Linked DNA regions of Mus musculus: regions 2, 3, 4, 5, 6 and 7 are each linked to region 1. The links are chromatin contacts, called in public Hi-C, HiChIP or PLAC-seq and promoter capture Hi-C maps. All regions are on one chromosome and are shown on one strand. The core of a region is the stretch at or near the end of the contact, and the rest is flanking DNA. Distances in the headings are between cores, read along the strand shown.

Region 1 (3,487 bases), core at 372-2,871:
TTTCAAAAAACCAAGTCATAGTTTAGGCTATATTCTAGCCTATTCCCCAGAGAAAACAGCACACAAGTCTTACTTTCTTGCAAACATTATTAAACATGAACACTACTGACCCCTCAAAATCTGAGAGACCATTGTGAAATTTGTTTCTGTAATCGTTTTGCTATGGATAACTTGCATAATTTACCAGTGGATCTGATTTCTTAGCTATCATCTGCATACAGTCAGGAATTCCTCCAAAACCTAACATAAAACTTGTAACAACAAATTTACCTGCCTAAAAATTGTCACATTTTGTGGACTGTTAGCATTAACAAACACCATCAGTAACGCTAATTCTATGACTTTCTTCTTTCAAGAGAGTATTTTTATTTTTCTCTTTAAAAAGATTTATTTATTATATATAAGTACACTGTAGCTGTCTTCAGACACATCAGAAGAAGGCGTCATTTCTCATTACGGATGGTTGTGAGCCACCATGTGGTTGCTGGGAATTGAACTCAGGACCTCTGGAGGAGCAGTCAGTGCTCTCAACCGCTGAGCCATCTCTCCAGAGTATTTTTCACCCTGGCTTCTTGATTGCTGCACCCACTACAAGAACGAGCCCTGACGGCTGTGGGGGTAAAGCTGGTATTCGCTCACATTAACCTTCACCACGGCAACAGAGTCAAGTGTGTGCTATCGTCTCGTTCTTCCTGTGTGTTGAAAGACAGGGGTTCATCTCGACAATACCAAGAGCCTCCTCTAAAGCCCATGGATGCTAAAGGTTGGTTCTTTGACGCTAGGACTTAAGAGTCCTCCCTGGCATCCCGGTCAGCTGCCCTGCTTCCTTCCCGGCATCCACAGTGAGGTCCGAAACCTGTCCTCCTCCCCCTGTGCGTTCCCAGCTCGACTTCCTCCCTATGTGCCACGGCCACGCCGCGGCTTGGGACGAAGAGGTACGCAGGGCTGCGAGAGGCTTCTGGGCGTCGCTCGCTCGCTTGCCCGCCCGCCGGAAACCCTCCGCGAGCGCGAAGGCGCGCGGTCTCAGCCCCCAGCGGAGGCCAAGACCAACGGAGACGCCGCGCGCCCGGGATGCGCAGCGGGGGCGCGCAGCCACGGGGACGCGCCCCCGTGGGTCCCCGCCCCCGCCGGCCCGGCCCGTCCGCCGCCCTGAGCGCCCGAGCGCCCGCCCCGCCTCCTCCAGGTCTCGCGCGGCCACGCGCCGGGCTCCGCCCCCACCCGCCCGCGCGCCCCTGTCGCCGCGGCCGCGGAGCACGCCAGTTACCTACTTGTGGAAGGAGACGGGCTTGTCCTTGTCGTAGCGGTTCTTGCAGCCGTAGGCGGAGCAGGACTGCACCATCCTTCTGGCCCTCCACACTTCCCTTCGGCCCGGGAGGCAGGCGAAGGGGGCCGTCGGGGTCGCCGCGCTCGGCCTTGATAACGCTCGCCGCTCTCGGTGGCGTCGGTCAGCAGTTACGGGGACGATCACCTCGCCGTGGGGTGGGGGTTGGGGTGGGGGAGTGACTACCCTGTCCGTTGTGGGGTTTGCTTTAGCAGAAGGACCACAGCTGTCGCCCGTCTCCCATCTTCAAGATGGCGGAGGCAGCTTCAGCCTCACCTCTCGCGAGGACTCGGCTCGCCGTCTCTGATTGGCTGAAGGTAACGTTCCCAGGGAAGCTGACCATTGGCTGGGGCGAGGCGCGCCTGTGGGGCGTGGTCAGCAGTGCGGAAGTGGGTGGGCCCTCTGCGCCTTGGCCGGAAGAGAGCGCGTTTGTTTGGGATCCTGACTGCAGTCGTTCTCGTAGTGGTGACTGTCGTTAATTTGTCCGGCGTTTTCTGCTGCAGCTTGATAAAGAACGGCCTGTTGGGTCCGAAAGCCTGCAGGAGAACGTGGAAGAGCTCGTCCCTGGCCATACGCAGTTTTTTTTTAAAGGGGGGGGAACCAGCAGATGCGTGGATTGTACAAACCTGTGGTCCACGTTCAGAATCCAGGTGACCGTCTAACTAGACAACGAGGACAAACGCGCATTTCATTTCCTCTAAGCTGGGAAGGAAGACCTTTTTTTTTTTTTTTAAATGTATGTGAGTACACTGTCGCTGTCTTCAGACACACCAGAAGAGGGCATCAGATCTCACTGCAGATGGTTGTGAGCCACCATGTGGTTGCTGGGAATTGAACTCAGGACCTATGTAAGAGCAGTCAGTGCTCTCAACTGCAGAGCCATCTTTCCATCCCTACAGTGCACTTCTGAACGTTGTTACCTTTGTGTAGGCGCAGCGATTTTTCAAGCTGAAGACAAGTGTTACAGGCTTGACCCTCTGTAGTTTGGAGTGTGTGGCGCATTCTCTCCCTTATAAACTATTTTCTGTACCCTTAAATATTGCTTCTCTTAAGGATCTATTTAGTGGCTACCATCTCTAGAACTTTGACTATTGAACCCACATACCATCTTTTCCTAGCTCGTTTTACTTGAGCACACATGGACTTGCCTTCAGAGTTATCAGGTATATGGTTTAATACATTCGCCAACTACTTAAATCTGAAATCCTGGTGTCACTGAGATAAAACAAAAAAACTAGGCTTTAATTCAGCAGAAAAGAACACTTGTTGCTCTTGCAGGTGACCCGGGTTCGATTCCCAGCACCCACAAGGCAGTTCACAACCATCTATAACTCCAGGCAGCTGGGCACCAGGCACACATGTTGTGGGTCAGAGGACAGTTTGTGGGAGTGGGTTCTCTCCTTCCACCTTGTGGGCTCTGGGACCTAACTCGGATCATTAGTCTTGATGCTAAGTGCTCTTATCAGCTGCTCCTAGGACCCCTTCCTCGAGACTTAGGTTAACCTCATAGAATAGAGAGGTTATTCTCTCACCACCATCCTTGAATTCAAGTACTCACAGTCTCAACTTTTTGTCAGTCCTAGTCTTCAGCTTTCTCTCTGTCCCTCATAAAAACACTGCCAGCCCCTTGTTTATAAAGCTTAGACATCCCAGGATACCTCTGTAGTGAATAAAGTCCAAATTGCTGATGATGGCAGCATAAGCAGCAGGTACTCCTGTGTTTGTACCATCTTCCCCTGCTTGTCCTTACACTCCTGTAACTGCTCAGATAGGCAGCTTTGCTTGGCCTGGGATGCCCGTCCCCTGACTGCTTCATCTTTCCTTAAGATGTATCTTGTGTGTTTTTTTCTGTCAGGTTTGCCTTATACCTTTTTGTTTTGGTGAAGTTGTGTACTTATGTCTGTAATTGTGTGCTGTAACATCTCTGTCTCATCTGACTGGGGTGCTGGGGAGGCTGGCAGCATCTTACTGAACCTGGTAGCCTCAGCAGCTCTGGTTGTCACAAATTAGGAGACATTGAATTAAATGGACCTAGAAACTGTACCTAAATTCGTTTCAGAGAAGTAGCTATATATTAGGAACACCAGAAGAGTGGTTTATTAACATTTTATAGGGTATTGATACTAGGTTCTCTACTTTAGTCCACTGCAAAGAAAAAAAAAATCA
Region 2 (3,487 bases), core at 700-3,199, 970 kb before region 1:
GCCAAAAAGGGGGAGTGGGTGGGTAGGGGATTGGGGGGGTGGGTATGGGGGACCTTTGAGATAGCATTGAAAATGTAAATGAGGAAAATACCTAATTAAAAAAAAAGGTGTATGCCACCACCGCCCAGCCCTTTGGCGCTCTCTCTCTCTCTCTCTCTCTCTCTCTCTCTCTCATTTGTTTATTTATTTTACATATATGAGTACACAGTCACCAACACACAAGAGGGCATTGGATCCAATTACAGATGGATGTGAGCCACTATGTGGTTTCTGGGAATTGAACTCATGACCTCTGGAAGAGCAGTCAGTGCTCTTAACCCCTGAGGCATCTCTCCAGCCCCTTGCTTTTAACTCTTGATTTCCTGCCTTTACTTTCCAAGTGCTGGGGCAACAGGCGAGTTATATTAAAGTTCAATACAAGATTGTTTTCCCCTTTTCTCTCTTAAAAAAAAATTAAGAGAGGGTCTAGCTAGCCCTAGCTGGCCAGGCACTCACTCTGTACATCAAATTGCCCTTGGACTCAAAGAAACCTGCCTGCCTCTGCCTTCTGAGTGTCAGAATTAAAGGCACGTGCCACGTGGATAGCTCAAAGTTCAAGGTTTTAAACATGTCTGAGTCGGCCTGTAGCTTCCAGTTTGCCAAAAGTTGAAGGGGAGAGAGGAGGTGTGTGTGTGTGTGTGTGTGTGTGTATGTGTGTGTTTGAAGGCCAGATGTAGTAGCAAATGTCTTTAATCCTAGCACTCAGAAGGTAGAGAGAGGCAGATTTCTGTGAGTTTAAGACTATCCTGGTATATATAATGAGTTCCAAGACAGCCAGAGATATACAGTGACTCTTGTCTTAAAGTACAAAACAAAACAAAACACCCAAATCAAACCAACAATAAAATCCGACAATTTAAAATGCATTCTTACCAACTCCTAGCCTCCATCAATTCAGAAGATAGCATCTGAAACCCATGGAAAGGGTTTCCCCATATTCTGTAATGTTATTACCAGTGGTCCCTATCGTATGATATATGGCTCTCTTTGTTCTAAATCTAATGCAATCTTCATGTAACCACTTAACAGTTCTATGTGTTATTTGGAGAAACTTGTATCTATCTGTTCCTGGGCTCAAGTCCTCCTTTTTGGCTCTAGCATAAACTCTTGTACATCCTCTTTGAGGAGAGAACTATGGTTTTTCATGCTATTCTCTGAAGATATTTAAATCTACCACTCAAGATTTTAGTTCATCTTATTGTATTTATTTAGAGACATGTTCTTATTAAGTTGCTCTGACTGGACTGAACTCATTATGTACACCAGGCTTGGCTCAATCTCTACCTCCTAAATGCTAGGATTAAAGAAATATGTTGGAAAACAACAACAACAAGAGAGACTTTGAAAGAGAGACGGCAACTTAGTGTGGGGAGGTCCGTAGAGTACAACACAATTTACTGCTCTCTCACTGCAGAGTGATCTATTTTCTACTACGGTCAAACTTAACGTTCCTTACTACATAGAAAGGAAAAAACTGGTTCCACTTTTTTGAAGGGAGTTAAATCAGGCATGGTAATACAAGCCTGTAATCCCAGCATGTAGTAGGCAGAGGCAGGAGGATCAGTATTTTAGGTCAGCCTGGGCTACATAAGCATGATAGGCTAAAAAATAAATTATAAATTGGATAATATATTTTAAAAAATAGTGTTTTGCAGACAACAATTCCACATCTGTGGTTTGTGTCAACTCCCCACGTGGCCTAACCACAAAAACCCAGAGAGCCTGAGAAACAGTTAAATCCAGGAACCTCCCTTTCTAACTCAGGTTTCTACCCGAGTCCACAGAAGGGATCGGAAGTGGCGTACTGCCGAGGGGAGGAGCAAACTGCCAGCCGATTGGCCAGCTGGCCGGAGGAGGATGGTGCATCCGGAATAAGCGCCCCTCCACTTTATTGCCGCTGCCCAGTTACAAGTTCTCTGGGAGTTTGTGCCTGACGGCGGTACCGCAGCCCTGGACCGACCGACGAGATGCCGAACGGAAGCCGCTGCCCGGATTGCGGCTCCTCCGAGCTCGTGGAAGATTCGCATTATTCTCAGAGCCAGCTGGTGTGCTCCGACTGCGGCTGCGTGGTCACCGAAGGGGTCCTAACTACCACCTTTAGCGACGAGGGCAACTTCAGGGGTACTGGTCTTGAACCCGGGGATCGCCAGCCTTGGGCGGTGGAGTCCTTAAACCCAGCTCCCTCTTTCCAGCCTCCTCCCTTTCTTGGCCATGCGCACAGTTAAATGTGAGAGAATTGGGCTTAAGTAAACAGATGAGCTGGAGGAGGGTGCGATCCATCTGATTTCCCAGTACCTACAACGGTGTCTGGCATTGGGTGGGTATATTGGTTGGTGAATGAACGAAACGATAAAGGTTTCATTCGTCTTGTCAGACCTAGTCAGTGTTGAAGGAGTGCCGGTAAATTATTTGAAAATAACAACACGAACCATCATCTCCTAGCAGGTTTTAGCACTAATTGGCAACTTGCTCTCCTCTGCGTTCCACGCCATTGCTCTAGTACAGCGGTTCTCAACCGGTGGGTGGTGACCGCCGTGGTGTCCACAGAATCTTTCACAGGAGTCCCCTAAGACCATCCTGCATATAGGCGGTTTACATTATGATTCATAATGCAATTCATAATTCTCTTTTTTTTCTGTAGCTAATGCAATCTTCGTGTAACCATTACAAAATTACAGTTATGAAGTAGCAACGAAAATAATGTTAAGGTTGGGGGTCACCACAACGTGAGGAACTGTATTAAAGGGTGGCAGCATTAGGAAGGTTGAGAACCACTGCTCTAGCCCTTGGCTAATGCAGCCCTCAAAAGTGAATGTATCAGAGAAATTATTGGAAAATCAGAATTGCCAGTGCAGCTTTTAAAAATACAGTTCTGTCCTATTACTTTTACATAGATGGGTATCTTCTCTGAGGTAGAAGTAGATACACAGTCATTTGAAATCTCCCTGGCCTTATGCAGTCAGAGGGCAAGGAGGAGGTGAACGAAGGCCAGCTGGGTAATTTGTTGTTTGCTATTTTACAGAAGTGACATATTCTCGAAGCACTGGGGAAAACGAACAAGTTAGTCGCTGCCAGCAACGAGGTGAGAATCAAACTTTTTTCCCCCTTAAATTTCAGCTTTGCTTTTATTTATGTCACTGTTTAATGTTTTGATATTATGTGTATGGGTGTTCTTACTGCATGTATGTGTGTGTGTGCAGCATGTGCATGCCTGGTGCCCATGGAGTTAGAAGAGGGGGTTGGATCATCTGGAATTGCAGTTATAGATGGTCGTGAGCAGCCCTGTGGATGCTGGGAAGCAAACCCCAGGTCGTCTACAAGAGCAATAGTGCCTTTTAACTGCTGAGCCATCTCTCCAGCCCAGAGCATCAACCTTTTTTTTTCTTTTCTTTTCTTTTTTAAATATATTTTTTTATTACGTATTTTCCTCAATTACATTTCTAATGCT
Region 3 (3,487 bases), core at 560-3,059, 920 kb after region 1:
GACAGCTACAGTGTACTTAGATATGATAATAAATAAATCTTTGAGCTAGAGCAAGCGAGTGGGCTGGAACAAGCAGAGGTCCTGAGTTCAGTTCCCAGCAACCACATGATGGTACAGCTACAGTGTACTCATATACGTAAAATAAATAAATAAGTAAATCTTAAGAAAGAAAGAAAGAAAGAAAGAAAGAAAGAAAGAAAGAAAGAAAGAAGGGAAGAAAGAAAGAAGGAAGAAAGGAAAGAAGGAAAGAAGGAAGGAAGGAAAGAAAGAAAGAAAGAAAGAGAGAGAGAGAGAGAGAGAGAGAGAGAAAGAGAAAGAAAGAAAGAAAGGAAGAAAGAAAAGCCTAGTGGTAGTGGTGATGGTGGTGGTACACACCTTTAATCTATCACTCAGGATACTGAGGCATGCGGATCTCTGAGTACGAGGCCAGCCTGGTCTACAAGGTGAGTTCCAGGACAGCCAGGACTACACAGAGAAACCCTGACTCAAAACAAACAAACAAACACAAACCAAAAAGAAAGAAAAATAGGGGCTGGAGAGATGGCTCAGTGGTTAAGAGCACTCCTTTTGCCAAGGATCTGAGTTCAATTCCCAGCACCAACAGGGTGGTTCAGAAACTTCCATAACATTCCAGGGGAATGACGTCATCTTCTGACTTCTTTGGGCACCAGGCACAAATGTGGTGTACATACATACATGCTGGCAAAACACTCATATTCATAAAATAAAAATAAACTAGTCTGAGTGAGACAGAGACGCAGATGTGCAGACACACACACAGAGACACACACAGACAGATGGGTGTGTCTGTGAGGGATGGGAATAGCTGTGCCTCTAAGTCCAGGGTCTGTTTCCTGACAGCTGGGGGACTTTTATCTATTTCTAAGTGTCTCAGGGTCTCAACTTCCTCCTTTGTTAACCGAATGGTAGGAACAGCTTCATAGGCTGCTCCGAGGTTGATAGATGGTTGTATGAATCACAACCTTTTTTTTTTTTTTTTTTTTTTTTTTTTTAATCTGTGAACCGTTTTATCTGGTACATACAGTCTATTCTCTCAGCCAAGGATGGAAGCTGAGTGCTCTTTGCCAACGGTGGCCAGGTTTACTGCATAGTTTGAAAGTGAATAGTGAACCTACTCAATGGCAGCATTTGAAGAAATGAAGGTACACGTGAGTCCAGCTGCTGGGGTGTTATGTCAGCAGTTGTTAAATTATCTAGTGTCTTGCTGTTCCCCTGGAGTTTCCTCCTGTCCCTTCTACGTATGGCCAAACTTGCCGAAAATTGACTAATGCAAATGACGGTCAACCTTGGTGTTTGCTTAGGAACAGCCTCTCTTCACTTCAATTAAGAAGGACATGAGTCAGTGGTAGAGGCTTGCCTTAGCTCTGGGTTTCATACTCAGGACTGGGACTTTTGGTCTCATTAGAGTGCACGGGCTCTCCTCAGTGAGGCAGCCTTAGCAGACACGTGAGACCATTAAAGACCCCTTAAAGACCACTTAAAGACCCCTTTTGAAGCCAGGCATGGTGGGGCATGACTTTAGTCCCAGCACTTGGAAGGCCGAGACAAACAGATCTCTGTGAGTTTGAGGCCAGCCTGGTCTACAGAACAAGTTCCAGGTCAGCCAGGGCTACACAGAGAAACCCTGTTTCAAGAGGAAAAAAAAAAAAAGAGAGAAAAAATGGACTCTTGAGAAAGATGAGATTTCATAAGCAAAAAGAATTCTTTTTAACCCAAGTGCGGCTGAGTGGACACACATGTGACAAGTCTCTCCAGGGTCAGAGAGCAAGGACTCATTGTTCACATGGTCCCCACAGACTTCCTGTCGGATTTGTGGCTGCCCTGGATAACGTTGACATCAAGGACGTCCCCATTAGCATGAAAGTCATGTGACTAATGCACTCAAAGGCGGTTTTTCTTTTGAGGGAGAAACTGTCTTTGAGAATGTTCACAGTTTGTCCTTCAGATAAAGCTTTTTCCAGAACTCAGCTGAGAAATACAAAGAAGCAGAGACGTGCATGGAAACAAACGCCTGGCTTGAGGTCAAGGTCATCAGGATTTAAAGTCTAGCCGCTGACCTTCTCTGAGCCCAGGGCTTGGGTAAAAAGCTCGAGACAGACTGCAGAGATGGTTTAGTGGTTAAGAGAACTGACTGTTCTTCCCTGGGCCTTGGGTTTGATTCCCAGGACCCACACCGTTGCTCACACTGCTAACTCCAAGCTGGGAATCTGATATTCTCCTTTGGCTTTCCAAACCCATCAGGCACACACAGAGTGCACAGATGTGCAAGCAGGCAAAAACAAACAAACAAACAAACAAACAAATAAATATAAAAAATAAAATTAAAAATTTAAAATTTGCAGGACATTGGTGGTGCATACCTTTAATCCTGGCCCTCAGAAGGCAGAGGCAGGCAGATCTCTGAGCCCAGGACAGCCAGGGCCATGCAGAGAAATCCTGTCTTGAAAAGCAAAACAAAACAAACAAAAAAGCTGGAGGAGATTCATTCATTCATTCATTCATTCATTCATTCCTAGGGGCTTTGAGGACTGAGGACAGCTGTGGGGTCAGGCACACCTGGGTTAGAATTCTTGTGACACTGCATTGAGGACGCTTACTCTAGGACTCTGGGGAAATAGCTGCCCTGGCTTCGCCAGTGCTGGGGTTACAGGTGTGCACGGCCAATCCTGGTTTTATGCAGAGCTGGGAATTGAACCCAAGGCCTCAGGTTTGCCAATCAGGTTCTCTCTCAACTGAGCTGCGTTACCAACTCAACCACCTCTGTTGTTTTTTTTTAAGGATTTATTGATTTATTTTATGTATATGCGTGTACTGTAGCTGTACAGATGGTTGTGAGCCTTCATGTGGTTGTTGAGAATTGAATTTAGGACCTCTGTTCACTTTGCTCACTCCGGTTGGCCCTGCTCACTCCAGCCCAAAGATTTATTTATTATTATACATAAGTACACTGTAGCTGTCTTCGGACTCACCAGAAGAGGGCATCAGATCTCATTACAGGTGGTTGTGAGCCACCATGTAGTTGCTGGGATTTGAACTAGGGACCTTTGGAAGAGCAGTCAGTGCTCTTACCCACTGAGCCATCTTGACATCTCCCACCTCTGAATTTTTATTTCATGTAATTTCCTGGAAAGGACTACCAAGAAGGTAGGCACCCTGTGAGTGGGTGTGGGATAGTTTGCTGCGATGTTTGAAACACCTCCCTCCCCCTTCACCCCCACTTCTCTGGCTGATTGCTTTCGGCAATATGTCCATGGTGGCTTTTCTAAGAACGATGAGAGGTTTGTGGGGGGAGGTTTTGGAAAATGACGTAAATCAGAGCCTATGATTTATAAATAATCACCTCATTCTTATTAGCTTGTCTGTCTGAAATATAAGATGTGCACCTGTGACATTTCTGAACCAATCTTTGCATTTGAGATTTAGTGAATAATGGGCTAGGTCAGTGACCAAGTGTGTGTGTGTGTGA
Region 4 (3,487 bases), core at 603-3,102, 930 kb before region 1:
CCATGTTAGGATTCCCTAATCCCCACCAACAGACACACAAGAGACAGCTCCCACACATGTGAGTTCGCTGAGCCTCTGGAACATGTGCCCATACACAAATCACCTCCACCCCCAGCCGAGCGAGCGAGCTATCACGGTGCAGCTGTGTGTCACAAACGCTGGCCAGCTATTTCTCACAGCAAAGCACTTTTTTTTTTTCCTCCCTCCTCCAGAACTAAGTAAGCTGGGGAATGCCCAAGTTTTTCAGCACCCTTAAACATCATGACACTCAGACCTACTGTGAACCGCCTTAGCAGCCACTAGGGCTGCAAGCCAGAGCTTGCATCGAGGTGGGAGAGAGAAGAGATCCAGTCTCCACTGCGAGGCACACAGCCCAGCTGGATGGAGAAAATGCAAGCCAGCCGGCCAACATCACAAGCTGACCAGTTGTGTCCTGTCAGGAAGCCAGCTGCCTCTGAACCCGCCACAGGACTTACTGTATTGTTCTGGGTACAATCATGAAACCAGCCCCAGCCCTGGGCGAGGGGTGGTTTGGAGAAAAGGTTCTCTCCAGGGTCAGGATGACAGGGAAGGGGAAGCGGCTTTTAGGCTAGATCCTGAACAGGAAAGCAAGGAGCCGCCGCCGGGGCACGACCCTTAAACCACGTCGCGTGGAACTTGGAGCATATGGTCAGCTCAGGAAACCGCTGGGGTGCGGGAAGCTCTCCGAGTGCGGTTGCCGGGACTTAAGACTCGGGTTAAAGAGCATAGGTGCTCGCGGGCCAGGAAAGCAAGGGTTTAATCAGGCCCCGATTTGAAGGGAGAACTATGGAAGGAGGCCGGGAGGCACGTGCCTCCCTTCAGTCAGGTTTTCCTACCAAATCGTTGAGTAATTAAGTTAATCGATAAACAGCCAAACTATATGCGCAATGGGAGAGAGCCCAAGAGGAGATGGGGCACGGGGTCAGATCAGAAGCGCCTGCATTCCAAGGACAGGCTTAGCGGTCTCAGGCTCCCCTGCCCAAGAAGCCGGGCTGGGAGCAGAGCTCAGCAGGCCCGGGGCGGGGCACCGCAGACTGGGTTATCCCAGTTAGAGGAACCAGGCTAGCTAGCTGAAACCAGCAGGCTCCCTGTCATGCGGGCTCCGAAGCCTCAAAGGTGGTGAGGACCACAGCCACCTAATGGGTCCCTGACACCGATCCCACTCTCACCCAGCTCAGGGCCTCGTAAGGCTGCAACACTAGCCAATCTGGGACAAGGGACACGGAGTGGTCCCTCCACCGTCCACACGCACTTCACCTGTGCAGGTGAGCAGGCTTCCGCGATGCCTCTCGCTCTGGGGCCATACCGGGGTTTCTCTGATCCTAGAACTTCGAGTTTCCCGGTTGTCGCCTGGACTCAGACTTTCCCCAGGCTCTCAAGTGGCAAGATCGTCGCCCCCCCCCCCCCCCCCACTTAAGTCCCACTAATTGACCATACCCGGCACAAACTAAGGTACTCACAAGGTGATGGTGCCGTTTGGCAGAAGGCCGGGATCTGGAGGTTCGGGGAGATCCCCACCGCCGCACACCACCCTCCTTCGAGCCGGGTTGTGGGCGCCGCCACTTAGTCCCTTGGGCCGCTCCCCAGAGCACTTGCAACCGCGGATAGGGACCGGGCAGCCAGGCGCACCCCGAGTTCCAGGAGCCAGGAGCAGAAGACAAGGCAGCAGCGGCAGCAGCAGCAAACGCGCGGGAGGCACCGGCATCCTGCGTCCCCCCGCGCCCATCAACCCATCGCCCCGCGGGGACCTACAGCGCAGGGGCCGGACGGCTCGCCGGCCGGAGGGACCCGGGCGTGCGGGAGGAGTGCTCAGCGGGAGTCCCGGGCGCCCGAGGGCGGGGCGGGGGGCCATGGGCGGAGGCAAGCCTCGGGGTCCCCGCTGCTGCGCTCCGGGGGCATGGCTTGCGAGCACCCGGGCCGGGAGGGACGCGGGCGCCGCTGACAGCGCAGCGCGGGTGGCCCCCGGCGGCGCGGCCGGAGTCTCAGCGCAGCGCTCCGAGCCGACGGAAGCTTGGTCCCTGCGCGTGGCCGGCTCGCCCTGCGCGCGGCTGAGACCTAGCGGATCGTGCCGGGCTCCTGTTGCTGCCGCCGCCGCTGCCGCAGCTCCGTGCCATGGATGGGGGCAGCTAGGCGCCGCTCAGCTCCCGCCGCCAGCCCCCGCCCGCCTCCATCACCGCCTCGTCACTCTGCGAGGCCCTAGCGCCGCCTGATACCCTGCCAGGCGGCTGCCCTCCTTCAAGTGCAAGCCTAGAAGACAGCTTGAGCAGACACCCACTCCTATACCCCATCACCTACCCTGAACCAAGACTGTTGTCCTGTCACGACTCTTTCTACTAGCCAGGACTTTCTCTCTCTACCGCCCAGCTCAGACTTGTAAGGCAACCATCACTTTCCACAAAAAAAAAACGCTCTCTCATCCAGCCTACACCCCTCTTTCTAGGACTTTCGTTGAAGTTCTGGTTTGGCCTGGGAAGTCTGGTGCTCCGGGTTAAGGGGTTGAACTTAGCTCAGGATCTAAGGTTTCTCTTTGGCCCCTGTCGCGATGAGCCGATCTATAAGTTGACTCTCACAGTCCTGTTCCCACCCCTCAGACTTGGATTGAAGCCACAGCAGGAGGGCACAAGACTGAGACAAGGAGGCCATAGATCTTACCCTGTGAGCATTGACCTTGCCCAGCGGGAGGTGCATGTCATTAGGCCAAGGAGAGGTCAAAGGTTAAGGCAGACACTGCCAAAGCTATCCTCCTGTTAACACTGTGTGTGTGTGTGTGTGTGTGTGTGTGTGTGTGTGTGTGTTGGGGCAGGGCAGTAAATGAGTAAGGGGAAAATAAGAGAAGGCCCAGGGATCTATATTAGGGTGTGGGCAGACTCTACCACCAGCCAGGGTATCGCAGTATAGGTTTCAGCCCCCCTCCATGTCTTTTATTAGCTGTTTGACTTGACACAGCATGTAACACCTAGGGGTGTGTAGTCTATTGAGCCTTGCTTGTAAACCGTGGCCAGAGAAGGAGGAAGAAGGGCCAGTCCTAGGTAGGATCTGGCTTTTGACCACTGGGGAGTCAAAGTGCCTATGGACATGACCTCAAAAAAGCAACAGTAACAATGACCAACAGCTAATGCCTGTGGGTGTTAGAGGTGCTGCAGTGCCAACTGAAAAGAAGGTTGGGGTTAGAGGACCCAGGATGCTGCCTCCCAGTTTCCCCAGAAACCATCACTTTTTTTTTTTTTAAATCACTCAGTAGAACCTTTATTGCTATGTAGCGGGAGAACTTCAGGATTGGGGCAGAACCCCTCCTGCTCATGACCCTCCTGTGCCAACAGAGTAACCCCACCTTGGTCCTACTGAGGTGCTCAGTGCCTTTTCTGCCACTGTGGCCTGTGAGCCAGATCTCCCATCTCCTTTCCAGGGAAGTAGCCTCTCTCAGGCCTGATGGCCCCAGCCGCCAGCTTCTTAGCTTTCTTCCCTC
Region 5 (3,487 bases), core at 526-3,025, 880 kb after region 1:
TGTGTTGCATTCCCAGGTGTGCTTAGAACCTGTCCTAAAAATGTCTTTTTGTCCTTCCGACTTGAGAACTATTGCACTATCCTCCTGCATCCTTTGTTGTTGAAAGCTCCTGCCCAATCTGAGTTTCCTTGTGAAGAGAGACTCCACTAGACCTCTTTCTTGGGCGCACGCTGTTTCTCTATCTTCTCCCTAAGAATTCAAAAATCATTGTACCATTCCACCTGTTTCTTTATTTCCTCCCTCCCTCCTTACATTTTTGTAACTGAGGATGGAACCCAGGACCACAGCATGCTAAACCATGCTCTATCATGGTGTTGCACCCCCCCAGTCTCCTGCCTCCTTAGTTGTCTATGATGCTGACTTAGGTAAGACTCCATCCTAGGCAGGATGGACCGGGAGAAACCACACTGAGTCAACACTGGCTGATGACTGAGGATATAAAGTTTCTCAGAAGCTGGTGTGGCGACGTAGTAGGAGTCTCAGTACCCATACTACAAATCAGCCCTGAAAACAGCAGAAGCAGCCAAGTGCCAGGGCTGGAATGCTAGGCAACTGAGCTCTCTGCTCCCAGTGAGGCCTCTCAGGCCACTCTAGGACAATGCAAAAGATTGTCATGCGTTCTTTGCAACTTGGCTGAGATGGTTTTCACGCAGGCCTGTGGGCCATATTGTTCTTCCTCTCTTGGCAGATCTTTGGCACCCACTCTCCTCTCTGGCTGCCGGCAGGCCTCCCTGTAGCTGTGCTTTGGCCTGATTAATGGAGTCCAGCTTTCCCCCCAAGGTGCCTGGGCAGTGGGGGTTAAGTCATGCTAGAAGCCCTAATTGCCTGGTCACTTTTATTTTGGGAGGGGTGTGTGTGTGTGTAGACTTCCTGTTTACGGCGCTTTCCTACACAAAGCAAGGCAGACACATGATGTTTTAAGAGTTTCTTCATTCAAGGAGAGCCAAGAAACAAAACCGGAGTCTGCTAAGAAAACAATAGAGGCCGTGGCTACAGAGCATTCTGGCTCTGGGAAACGACTGGGTCCCCTTTGCGGGGGTGGCTGCCACCACTCTGCTGTACGTGATGACTGCCAGTTATTAAGCCTGTCTGGCTGAGGGGGAAGCCAATGAAGAAAACAACAATAAAAGGGAGATAAATGGCTCCTGAGAAATAGGAACTATGCAGGCTGGGGGGGGTGGAGTGGGGGGTGGAGCCCCTGCACTGGTTTAGAGTTTATAGCCAGGAGGATAAACACCACATAATTCTCAAACGATCACCATTTGGAGATGATAAAACAAATAAGAGAAAAAAAAATTCCCTGGAAGAAAAGTTTACAGGACAGAAATCGTGATATCCTGTGTAGAACATTCACGAATTCTGTCTTGGGTCTGGGGTATGCTCAGAAATAGCCTTCCAGCTTGGTTTCCGAGTTTTTGAGGGCCACAAGAGTCTCCCTTACATCACTGGACGACGGATCTCCACCCATCCTAGCGTTGAAGGAGAGGCGGGGTGAGCCCTGGCACGTCCTTGTCGGGGTGCAGGGCGAGGCTGCTGTGCTCCTCCGAAAAGGATCCCCTCCTCATCTAAGTCCAAAACGCCGACCGCGCAGAGGCTGAAAAGGTCTCAACTTCCTGAAAGATGCTAAAGCAAAGAGTCCTCAACTGTCCAGAAACACGGAACTTATGGGATCTACGGAACTGGTATCCCAATCTTGATGTGGCTGGAATGTCCCCGGTGCTTTTGAAACCCTGTGCTTGGGCCAGAGGTCACTCCCGTCCTCTGAATCCATTTGCCAACAGCTTAGACGCAGGCAGCCGGCGCCCTCTTGAGGAAGAAATGCGTGCCTGTCCAGCGGGCTGGAATGCTAAGGCGGTCGCTAGGTCCTGTGGGCCTCCTCTGCACCCCAGCACGCCTAAGGGGAAAACCCAGGCTTTTCTTGGAAGAGTCTGTTTTCAGTTCCAGCTGGTCTACTGGCTCCCAGTGACTAATGAGGCACCTCTGCATCAGTGGTCCTCGGGACCTCTCGAGGGAGTAGGCAGTGAGCAAGCACAAAGGCCTGGGTCATTTGCAGCCCTGAAATGTTATGGTCACGAGTGTCTGATCATTGCCAAAAGGCTCCTAACACCCTGTGAATATGGCAGAAAGTGTGGCGGGTAAAGAAAGGTAGGAGCGAGCGGTGCATAATACACACTGGCACGTCTACAGTAGCTCCTGCCTGTGGTCCTGACACCTCGTGCTGGGAGCCAGAAGGGTCTCTAGTTTGAGATCCTGCTTCAAAACAAACCCTAATGAGATACAGGGTGGGCTGACTGTTTTAAACCACACAGAAAGCCACAGGATACAGACAATTGGGGGTGGGGAGGTGGGCATCATTCTCAGGTGTTCTGAGTAGGCTCGGAAGGTCTGGCAGCAAAGAAGTCCTTGGCGAGAGGAGAGGCTGACCTTACTGAGTTACCTTTGGCCAAGGCCATAGAGGCCACACCCTGGGCCGTGGGATTCGGAGGCTCACAGGCATCGGTGTTTACTCATCTTGTTCAGACTCCAGGCAGATGCTTCTCTACCACCTCATCCGCATGCGTCACTGTTGTGGGTTGTGGTCTGCCAAAGTTGAGACAAACACAGGGTCACATGGCTGACGCGCTTGGGTAAGAGGACAAACAGATTAATGCACCCAGGGCTCCTTCTCAGATAACATCTATGCAGTGGGCTGAACAAAGGGTGATGTCCTGGAGTTCTGGCCATCCTCCCTGTTCACGCTCCGCAGATGCCCAGGGGTTAAAGGAGTATCTGCAGCCACGTACACAGAATGAGGAACGTTTTGAAACAATTTGTAACCGGTCGAATACTTGAAACACGTCAATCCTTTATCTTCTCGGCCATCTGGAACTGGGTAATGGTGGTCTATGCAGACGTTTGGTCCAGGCACTGGGGAGGCAGAGGCAAGATGTCTGAGCTTGAGGCTAGCCTGGTCTACAAAGTAGGTTCCAGTACTACACAGAGAAACTCTGTCTCGAAAAACTAAAACCAAAACTAAAGCCAAACCAAAACCAACCAAACAACCAAACAGCCCCCCAAGAGCCAGATGGTTACAGAACACTAAAGCTGAGGACATTAAGGGATGTAGCTTAAATTAGTATATATGTAGCATAAATGAGGCCCAGGTTCAATTCTTAGGAAAAACAAACAAGCAAACAACAAAAACACAAAAGAACTGTTTTATAGGGCTGGAGAGATGGCTCAGAGGTTAAGAGCACTCACTGACTGCTGCTCTTCCAAAGTCCAGAGTTCAATTCCCAGCAACCACATGGTGGCTCACAACCATCTGTAATGTAATCCAATGCACTCGTCTGGTGTGTCTGAAGACAGCTACAGTATACTCATATAAATAAAATAAATAAATCCCCTTTTTTAAAAAAGGAACTGTTTTATATAATTTAGTTGAATCCTCAAGTTTTAAAATATAATTTAGTTGAATTTTCAAATTGTTTTTTCAAATAATCATTAT
Region 6 (3,487 bases), core at 513-3,012, 880 kb before region 1:
GTGCACTCATGGCATGTGCACTTGCACATATGAGTATACCGTGTACACAAACACATGTACTTGTACATGCATGCATATAACACACAGGCACTTGTACATACATGCACATAACACATATATATATACACACACTTATATATACATGCACATAACACACATGCACTTGTACATACATGCATATAACACATATTCACACATACTTGTACATACATAAATGTAACACACACACAAATTTTTTATCAAGGATACAGTAACAGTGGCATAAGGTCTGCTTAGCATTTGTGAGGTTCTGAGTTGTATCCTTAGCACCAAAAAAACCCATACAAACAAAGTAAAACAAAACCCAGCAGCATCCTTCATGAAGGGAAGGCAACATCCTGTTTAGCAGGGAGGTCACTTCTGGCTTCTGATACACGAAGGTAAATAGTTTAGAAACTCATTTTGGTCCTGATGTAATTATTAATAACGCTTCCACTCACCCTGGAAGAGGCTCAATTGAGATAAAGACATACACTGCCTTGTTCAGTCTATGAATCAACCAACAGTCAGCAGAGTTGACAACGAGACACCCACAACTCAGTGTTCAGGATTAGATTCACGCAAAGTCTCCTCACATCCATTACATAAAATGAAGGGTTTCCCTGCTTTCCTTACGTCTACCCCACCGTTTCTGAGACTGTCACAGAACCACAGTGCTCTCAAGGACTTGGAGACGTCACATCAATTACCACACGGTCTCCTGCTGCCTCCTTCTGAGGGACTGACTGTGTCTAATTCCTAGTGTGATGATGAACTAACTGGAGGCTTCCAGAGACAAATCGGTCAAGCAGGCCTAACTCCCGAGGCGGGCTGCATTAGGGAAATCCCGAGAACTCCGGTACCAGGAAGGTGGTAGGAACTCCCAAGGCTCTCTTAATTTCCTTCCCCTGTGAGGAACCCTAGCTAGGGCTAGAGTAGTTAACTGGACATGCCCAGACATCAGGTAAGAGAAGACTATGTTAATTCAGCCTTCGGTTTTCAGGCATCATTTTGAAATCTCAGACCATGAACACTAGATCAGAAAGGAAAGGTGTTTGATTTTTTTTTTTTTTCTGTCTCACTTCACATAACGTAGCTTAATTTGCATGGAGAAAAGCAGATACTGGCACCGGTCTAGAAGTCCAATGGGGGACATAACAACCATACGAAAATAACAAACGCTTGTGACAGGGCACCTGACAGCTCCCGCCCGCTCTGTGTGTGTCAAGTTCACGCGCAGCTAGACCACGGCTCGCGGCCGCCGCAACGCACGTGATCGCGGGTGGACACGGCCCTCCCAGGGCTCTAGTACCGTGGTGACGAATGGCGTGGTGGTACCGAGGGCAATGACGAATGGCGAGACGCCTGGATACGAGTCACTTGCCCTAAATGAACACCTTTCTCCAACCAAGCCAACCTCCCGGCAAGTCCCGATCCTCAAGGCCAGACCGACCGCCATGGAAACCCAGCGATCCCCTCTGCAGCCCCCGCCCCTCCGGGAGCCCCTTCTGCGTCACCGTGACACCTCGTCCCACGTAGGTGTCCCCCTTCCAGCCCTCCCCAGTGCCCTTCCGCCGGTCCTCACCCGCGGCCGCCGCGCCACACTCTGCTGGACTCGCTCGTTCACGGCCCGCAGCGCGAACCCGACTCCCAGCTCCGCCGTCATGCTGCCACCTCTCAACATTCCCAAGAGGATGCCCGGAGGACCCGCGACTCACCGAGCCCACCTTCCGGTCCCGCCCCCTTCCTGAGAGGTCCAATCGCCGCTCACCATCCAGCCACTTCCCCAGCGGAGGTTGGCCACCCAGGCGGGCGCCATCTTGGGGAAGGCGGAGGTTACCCGGACTGAAAGCCTCCTAGGGAGTTCAAGGGCTGGGCGGGCCGGTATAAACCAAGACATTAAAGTAACTTTCATTCATCCGTTCCGTTCCTTTCCTTTTTCCTTTCTTCTTTTCCTTTCCCTTCCCTCCCCTCTCCTTCCCATTTTTAAATTTCTTTCGAGACAGGGCTTCTCTGTGTCCTGGCTGTCCTGGAACTCATTCTCTAGATCAGGGTGGCCTTGAAATCCCAAGTGCTGGGTCTAAAGGCGTGTGCCACCACTGCCCAGCTATTATTTCTTTTTTAAAATATTTATTTTATGTGCGTTGATTTGTTTTGTCCTCATGTATGTATGTGCATGCACCGTCGTATCTGTGGTGCCATGGCCAGGAGAGTTTTGGATCTCGACCTGATGGTTGTGAGCCATCATGTGTGCTGGGGACAGAATTCTGGTCCTTTGCAAGAGCAACAGGTGCACTTGACTACTGATCCATCTCTCCAGCCCCCTTTTAATTTAAATATTTTTATTTATATTTTTGTTGTGTGGGTGTTTCCCCTGAACGTTAAGTCTGTGAACTGCCACAGAGGTCAGAGGAGGGCATAGAACTCTCTGGAACTGATGAGTGGATAGATGGGTGCTGGGTTCTGAACCTCTATAAGAGCAGTAAGTGCTCTCTCTCCATTCCCAGACTTTAGGAGTAATGATATTGAAGGTAAATGCCTCTTCATATACTGCTGTCACCACAGTGAAAAAAACCCCAAAACCTGAAAGGGCCCAGAAGGCTGTTACAGAGTGAGCCTAATGAGAAGCTGGCTGTGGAGCTGCAGTTGGGAAGTACTAGTCAGGAATAAGTGGGTCAAGTTTAAAGGGTTCGTGAAGGCTGGGATGGACGTGAAGTCAAAGAGATGCTCTGCTTCAAAAAATTGAAGGTGATAAGACAGGTCAGGGGTCAGAGGCGCTTGCTGTCCAAAGTCATATGGTGGAAGGAGAAAGCAGACTCCTGCAGATCTCCACATGAATGCCAGGGTGTCTGAGCATGTGCGCATGCACAAGGATGTATACATACATATGTACACAGATGTAAAAATGAGACCTATAAATACTACAGATTTAGGGTGGGGCCTCTATCTATCTATCTATCTATCTATCTATCTATCTATCTATCTATCTACCTACCTACCTACCTACCTACCTACCTACCTATCTGCACATATACATAAACACACACAGAACCTACTACTACTGTTTTGCTAAATGGACATGGCAGCAAACTGTCTTCAGAATATTTATATCCACAGGTTAGTGCTGACCTCAGCCTTGGATAAAGAAGCTGTTTGTGTTACAATGGATAATGATTAACAGAGTCACAACTGGTCAAAGTGCTCAAAATAAATGACTATTGAACCCTATCAGAGCATCTGTGCTACCTCCTTCAAGGTTCAAAGAACCTCTTGGAAGAGGGGGGGGATATGGAAAAAAACAAAACAAAACTAAGAGCCAGAGGGTAGTAGGGAGGTGTAGTGTGAACTGCTATATCTCCTGTGCCCATTACCAACGGCGACAGCTGTGGTCACCTGTGCAGGACTGGGGCTGTGAATGAGGCGGGAGCTCCTGAGGATCGTGGGACAGCTGTGCTTACTGAGGAAGGGG
Region 7 (3,487 bases), core at 668-3,167, 870 kb before region 1:
TTACAGCAAGGGCTGGGGGTATATTTAGTGGTAGGGCAATTACCCAGCATGCATTAGCCTGTGACTCTGATCCTCAGCACCACAAACCAAACAATTAGTCACGCAAATTCCCCTTCTAAAACCTACAATGAAAACCTTGGTCACAAAAGCCACTGGAAAGAAAGTAATTCGAGATCATTTAGGAGTCATTCCCCGAAAGCTGCCCTGATACAAATCATCCTTAGAGCCTTTACATTTTTTTTGAAACATTCACTTTAAAACAGTCTCTCAAGTTAGCAGAGTACACTTCTCAAGTTGCCATCAAGCACTGGGACTGTGCCAACTTTTGGAGAAGCAGCCTTGCAGGGTGGAGACAAGATTCTTCAGGTGATGAAAGAGAAAACTATGTCAAGAGATGATCTTGGAAGAGCAATGGTTCCTTCAGATTTTGCTTTTAAACCCACAAATTCATATCAGCAGCACCTTAAAATACTAAAGGCAGTTTTAAGTTTATAGACTTAAATAAAGACACGCGTGCACCTTATAAGCGGTGAGGGAGCCATCTGTCTCTGCCTTACCTGTAATATACTCCAATATGTCCCTCTTCTATCTTGTGCACAGCTGAGAAGAGAGATGCACAAAAGAAACTGGAAGCCACGGCCACAACAGCTCCCAACTGAGCCATCAGTGAACCTGTATCCTAGAGAGAAGATATGGGACAATGTGTAGCCTGACGTACAGGAGAGCCACCAAGCTGAAGCTCACGTAAAGTGATTCTGGGGCAGCCTGCTGTAACACACACACACTACTTGCCAGATCTACAACTCACTGTGTCCTTGTTCTCAGTCAACATTCCGTTCCTTAACTGTGGAAGTATAATTCCCATTGAAGCAAGGGGGCATTAGCTCCAGAAACAGCTATACCTAAGAGAGATTTGGTGCCATTTGGGCAAGGTTCAAAACACAGCCTTCTCTCCCCTTCACGTTAACATGTTGTCAACAGAGCCATTTATACTTGTAAGGAAGAGAGGCAGCTGCAGGGTGCTGGCCCAAATTACAGAGGATGTCAAATGACAGGCAGCTGTGGCTATGTATTTCTGGTCAGAGCCTCCTACTTCTAATTGCCTGCCATTTCGAAGGAAACCACCAGTCATTCCCTTAGGACCCTGAGGGGGGGAAGAGAGAGAGGGAGGGAGGGAGAGAGAGAAGAGCAAGCAACTGAGTTCCGACGTAGGATTCTCTCTCTGATCTGTCCTCCACCTTCTCTGTTGTTCCTTTGGACTTAAACGGGACAGATCTCTATGTAAAACTGTAACACATTCTCCCATATCCTTTGCCCCCGCAAGCCCCATGGTTATAGGAAACTGGAAATGTCTCAGGCTGGAGACTCTGGACTACTCCGAAGTGAGGGTGGGGTGGGGTGGGGTGGGATGTCCCCAAATGTCCAGGGTCCCAGATGCCACAGAGTTACATGTAGACACTCATTTCCTGAACCCTGAAGGATCTGGAAAACACTACAGTGACGGACGTGCACACCGGGCACAGGGCACGGAGTCCACCTCTCAGGTCTGACTAATTTACTTATTTTTTACCGTAGCGGCCTTCAGCTACCGAGCAGCAGGAGTGTCCTCTCTGCAAATGTCCTCACTACCACCCCAAAGCCACCTCTTGCCCTTTCCCCGCCCTCCTCCGCGAGGCAGACACGGCCGAGAGCTTCCGCTCGGACCCGTGGGCAGGGGACTGGACTCCCGGGTGGGCGAGCTGAGGGGGCTCAGGACGTCAGCTCCAGCCGCGCCCACCCCCCGAGCCTCAGCGATGCCGAGCGTGCACGGAGGGGCGGCGGCCGCGTACCAGGCTGTCCCTCCAGGCGCTCCGTACACAGCCGAACCCCCGTGCAACCGTAGAAACCGCCACACCCCTCAGCACCCTACTTCCTTCCGGGCCAGTCGCTTCGATGACGCCATCAGTCCGCGCGCGCGCAAAAAATAAAAAAAATAAATAAATAAAAAGAAGACCCCGCCCACACCACACCCCTGTGCTCGTCCGGCCGCTCCGCCCCCTCGCGCTGCGAGCCGCAGTGTTCGGCGGTGGCGCCAGGGGACGCTCGCGAGCTGGCACACTGGCTGCGCACCTAGGCTTGCGGGTTTTAGGATGCCCAGGGCTGGCAGAGCGGGCTCCGGACACCAAGGCTCTGGTATCACCTTCCGAGGCGCTGGCTTCGGAGGTTGCTAGAGATTCTCCTTCGCTTCAAGTCCGAGCTGGATTTCTTTTCTTCTTCCGGAGCCGGGATCAATGCGATGCAGCGTTCTTGTCCTTCTGCTCGCTTCTTTTCCTGCTGCATTAGCCGAAGGAAACTTTCAAAGGTGCAGATTATGACGTCGCCAGTCAACAGTCCTACTCTGAGTTGCCCTTTATACTTTTCTGAGAGCTTTGTTTGGCCTTGAGGTCCCCACAGCAACATAAAGTAATTAACAAGGAATTATTGTTCCGATTTTTAATGAACGGATTCTGAAATCTGTGAGTGCTGAGGTCAACAGCAGTTGTTGAAAACTTAGCATTTCCTTAATAGTTCGGGCTTCCTGTCTTGCTTAACACATGCCATGGTGAGCTTTTGTCTGTCATCTGCACCCCCCCCCCCCCGGGGGGGTATAGCAGACCAGGAAGAAAACGTTTTTCCTAGCCTAAAGCCCTCACATGACCTCACCCTGCCATAGCGTTACCTTTGGACATTCATACTGGGCCTTTTCTCCGTTTTGTCCTGGGGCTGGAACTAAGGGCTTTATGGCTGTCCTCTATCCCCAATCTGCTTCTTTAGCAGGAAATTTCTAAACCGGCCACTGCAGTCATTTTGTTTGCAGGCCAGGAAGTGCCCACTTTAACTCCTGCTTTTAGTACATGAAAAGGCTTTTCCGTACAGTAGATGGCCAGTGGTCAATGTCCGACGATTTTAGGACTCAGGAAAAGAAGAGTAAAGGAACCCCTTTGTCTTCTCCCAAAAGCCAAGGCACTGAAACTGAATTCAAAGTTCCGGGAAGCCAGATGTTTGGTGACAGCAGAAGAAAAGCAGCTGCCCCCAATCCCAGACACCCAGTGGCTGCAGAAGAAGACAACAGACCAAGTAGTTTCAAAACAGCTTGTCTAAGGGACCCAGCAAACTCCCCATTCTGCCCCTAAAGATCCCCCTCCCACTTCCCGATTCTTAGCTACAAAACCTGAGGCTTGAAGCATGTGACCTGCCTTCTCCTGGACTCTGGTTCCTGAGTGACTGGGTCCTGTGCCCTGGTCAGAGTGTGGTCCAAACTAGACAATCTACCTCTCCGACAATAAATAAAGCCTCCCACAGCTGTTTGAGGTCATCTGGAGTCTCAGTGTTTGTTTCTCCTTACAAACAACTCTTACATATTCTTACATGTTGGTACCAGAGCCCTTTCTTCACCTCTCTCCTATCCCCAAACTCCAGTCTCTCACCTTTCTTTCCCTCCCAAGCACCACTCTGTCCTTAGTGATCA

The links. Promoter capture Hi-C pulls out the DNA fragments that hold promoters and counts their contacts. Hi-C and Micro-C count contacts between places; a contact is called where the count stands out from the background. HiChIP or PLAC-seq counts read pairs in DNA pulled down with a chosen protein or histone mark.
Region 2: a contact with region 1 is called in an H3K4me3 HiChIP or PLAC-seq map of fetal liver, with 7 times the contacts expected there. The contact joins the promoter of Brf2 here to the promoter of Thap1 in region 1. A contact is called at or near these places in 7 of 39 promoter capture datasets (the 3T3-L1 cell line, the HPC-7 cell line, cranial neural crest and 3 more), 2 of 484 Hi-C or Micro-C datasets (LSK cells and adipose-derived mesenchymal stem cells), 2 of 115 datasets of contacts at active chromatin or transcription factors (embryonic limb bud and fetal liver) and 3 of 9 other capture datasets (adipose tissue, liver and pancreatic islet).
Region 3: a promoter capture Hi-C map of the C10 cell line shows a contact between it and region 1, with 6 times the contacts expected there. The contact joins the enhancer-like site here to the promoter of Thap1 in region 1. A contact is called at or near these places in 8 of 39 promoter capture datasets (the 3T3-L1 cell line, the C10 cell line, the HPC-7 cell line and 4 more), 4 of 115 datasets of contacts at active chromatin or transcription factors (the 230-238 cell line, astrocytes, embryonic limb bud and 1 more) and 1 of 9 other capture datasets (adipose tissue).
Region 4: an H3K27ac HiChIP or PLAC-seq map of extraembryonic endoderm stem cells shows a contact between it and region 1, with 3 times the contacts expected there. The contact joins the promoter of Adgra2 here to the promoter of Thap1 in region 1. A contact is called at or near these places in 4 of 39 promoter capture datasets (the 3T3-L1 cell line, the HPC-7 cell line, cranial neural crest and 1 more), 7 of 115 datasets of contacts at active chromatin or transcription factors (astrocytes, bone marrow-derived macrophages, embryonic forebrain and 4 more) and 1 of 9 other capture datasets (adipose tissue).
Region 5: a Hi-C map of embryonic stem cells shows a contact between it and region 1, with 6 times the contacts expected there. The contact joins the enhancer-like site here to the promoter of Thap1 in region 1. A contact is called at or near these places in 9 of 39 promoter capture datasets (the HPC-7 cell line, embryonic stem cells, hippocampal neurons and 3 more), 5 of 15 datasets of contacts at CTCF or cohesin (embryonic stem cells, large pre-B cells, pro-B cells and 1 more), 52 of 484 Hi-C or Micro-C datasets (the AtT-20 cell line, B cells, the Ba/F3 cell line and 25 more), 17 of 115 datasets of contacts at active chromatin or transcription factors (T-cell acute lymphoblastic leukemia, bone marrow-derived dendritic cells, bone marrow-derived macrophages and 12 more) and 3 of 9 other capture datasets (adipose tissue, embryonic stem cells and liver).
Region 6: an H3K4me3 HiChIP or PLAC-seq map of bone marrow-derived macrophages shows a contact between it and region 1, with 8 times the contacts expected there. The contact joins the promoter of Plpbp here to the promoter of Thap1 in region 1. A contact is called at or near these places in 17 of 39 promoter capture datasets (3T3-L1-derived adipocytes, the HPC-7 cell line, HPC-7-derived erythroid cells and 11 more), 2 of 484 Hi-C or Micro-C datasets (CD8 T cells and regulatory T cells), 22 of 115 datasets of contacts at active chromatin or transcription factors (the SCID.adh cell line, SST interneurons, acute myeloid leukemia and 18 more) and 3 of 9 other capture datasets (adipose tissue, embryonic stem cells and liver).
Region 7: a contact with region 1 is called in a promoter capture Hi-C map of the HPC-7 cell line. The contact joins the promoter of Erlin2 here to the promoter of Thap1 in region 1. A contact is called at or near these places in 22 of 39 promoter capture datasets (the 3T3-L1 cell line, 3T3-L1-derived adipocytes, the C10 cell line and 14 more), 2 of 15 datasets of contacts at CTCF or cohesin (large pre-B cells and stem cell-derived epiblast-like cells), 3 of 484 Hi-C or Micro-C datasets (CD4 T cells, the HPC-7 cell line and regulatory T cells), 24 of 115 datasets of contacts at active chromatin or transcription factors (SST interneurons, VIP interneurons, acute myeloid leukemia and 17 more) and 4 of 9 other capture datasets (adipose tissue, embryonic stem cells, liver and 1 more).

Annotation. Positions count from the first base shown.
Region 1 is chr8:26,156,303-26,159,789 of GRCm38.p6, reverse strand. Thap1 (THAP domain containing, apoptosis associated protein 1) reads right to left here and starts at 1,621. Exons shown (of 3, transcript NM_199042.2): 1 at 1,269-1,621. The coding sequence starts at 1,339.
Region 2 is chr8:27,127,094-27,130,580 of GRCm38.p6, reverse strand. It overlaps Brf2 (BRF2, RNA polymerase III transcription initiation factor 50kDa subunit), which reads left to right and starts at 1,949. Exons shown (of 4, transcript NM_025686.2): 1 at 1,949-2,160; 2 at 3,062-3,121. The coding sequence starts at 2,007.
Region 3 is chr8:25,235,728-25,239,214 of GRCm38.p6, reverse strand. It overlaps a transcript of Tacc1 not described here. Among named protein-coding and RNA genes, the nearest start is that of Gm39144, 19 kb to the left of the region's middle. Within about 2 kb of position 1,809, at least 15 of the 459 cell types and tissues checked have an H3K27ac peak or open chromatin away from gene starts, as enhancers often do. A contact at or near this core is called in adipose tissue and liver, where this site is marked.
Region 4 is chr8:27,084,206-27,087,692 of GRCm38.p6, reverse strand. Adgra2 (adhesion G protein-coupled receptor A2) reads right to left here and starts at 1,852. Exons shown (of 19, transcript NM_054044.2): 1 at 1,482-1,852. The coding sequence starts at 1,747. Gm39151 (a long non-coding RNA gene) reads left to right here. Exons shown (of 3, transcript XR_870285.3): 3 at 1-1,424.
Region 5 is chr8:25,273,534-25,277,020 of GRCm38.p6, reverse strand. Gm39145 (a long non-coding RNA gene) reads right to left here. Exons shown (of 3, transcript XR_001778746.1): 2 at 2,438-2,580. Among named protein-coding and RNA genes, the nearest start is that of Gm39145, 4.2 kb to the right of the region's middle. Within about 2 kb of position 1,775, at least 244 of the 459 cell types and tissues checked have an H3K27ac peak or open chromatin away from gene starts, as enhancers often do. A contact at or near this core is called in the AtT-20 cell line, the Ba/F3 cell line, CD8 T cells and 28 more, where this site is marked.
Region 6 is chr8:27,040,830-27,044,316 of GRCm38.p6, reverse strand. It overlaps Plpbp (pyridoxal phosphate binding protein), which reads right to left and starts at 1,762. Exons shown (of 8, transcript NM_054057.4): 1 at 1,604-1,762. The coding sequence starts at 1,702.
Region 7 is chr8:27,022,249-27,025,735 of GRCm38.p6, reverse strand. It overlaps Erlin2 (ER lipid raft associated 2), which reads right to left and starts at 1,917. Exons shown (of 12, transcript NM_153592.3): 1 at 1,830-1,917; 2 at 558-679. The coding sequence starts at 664.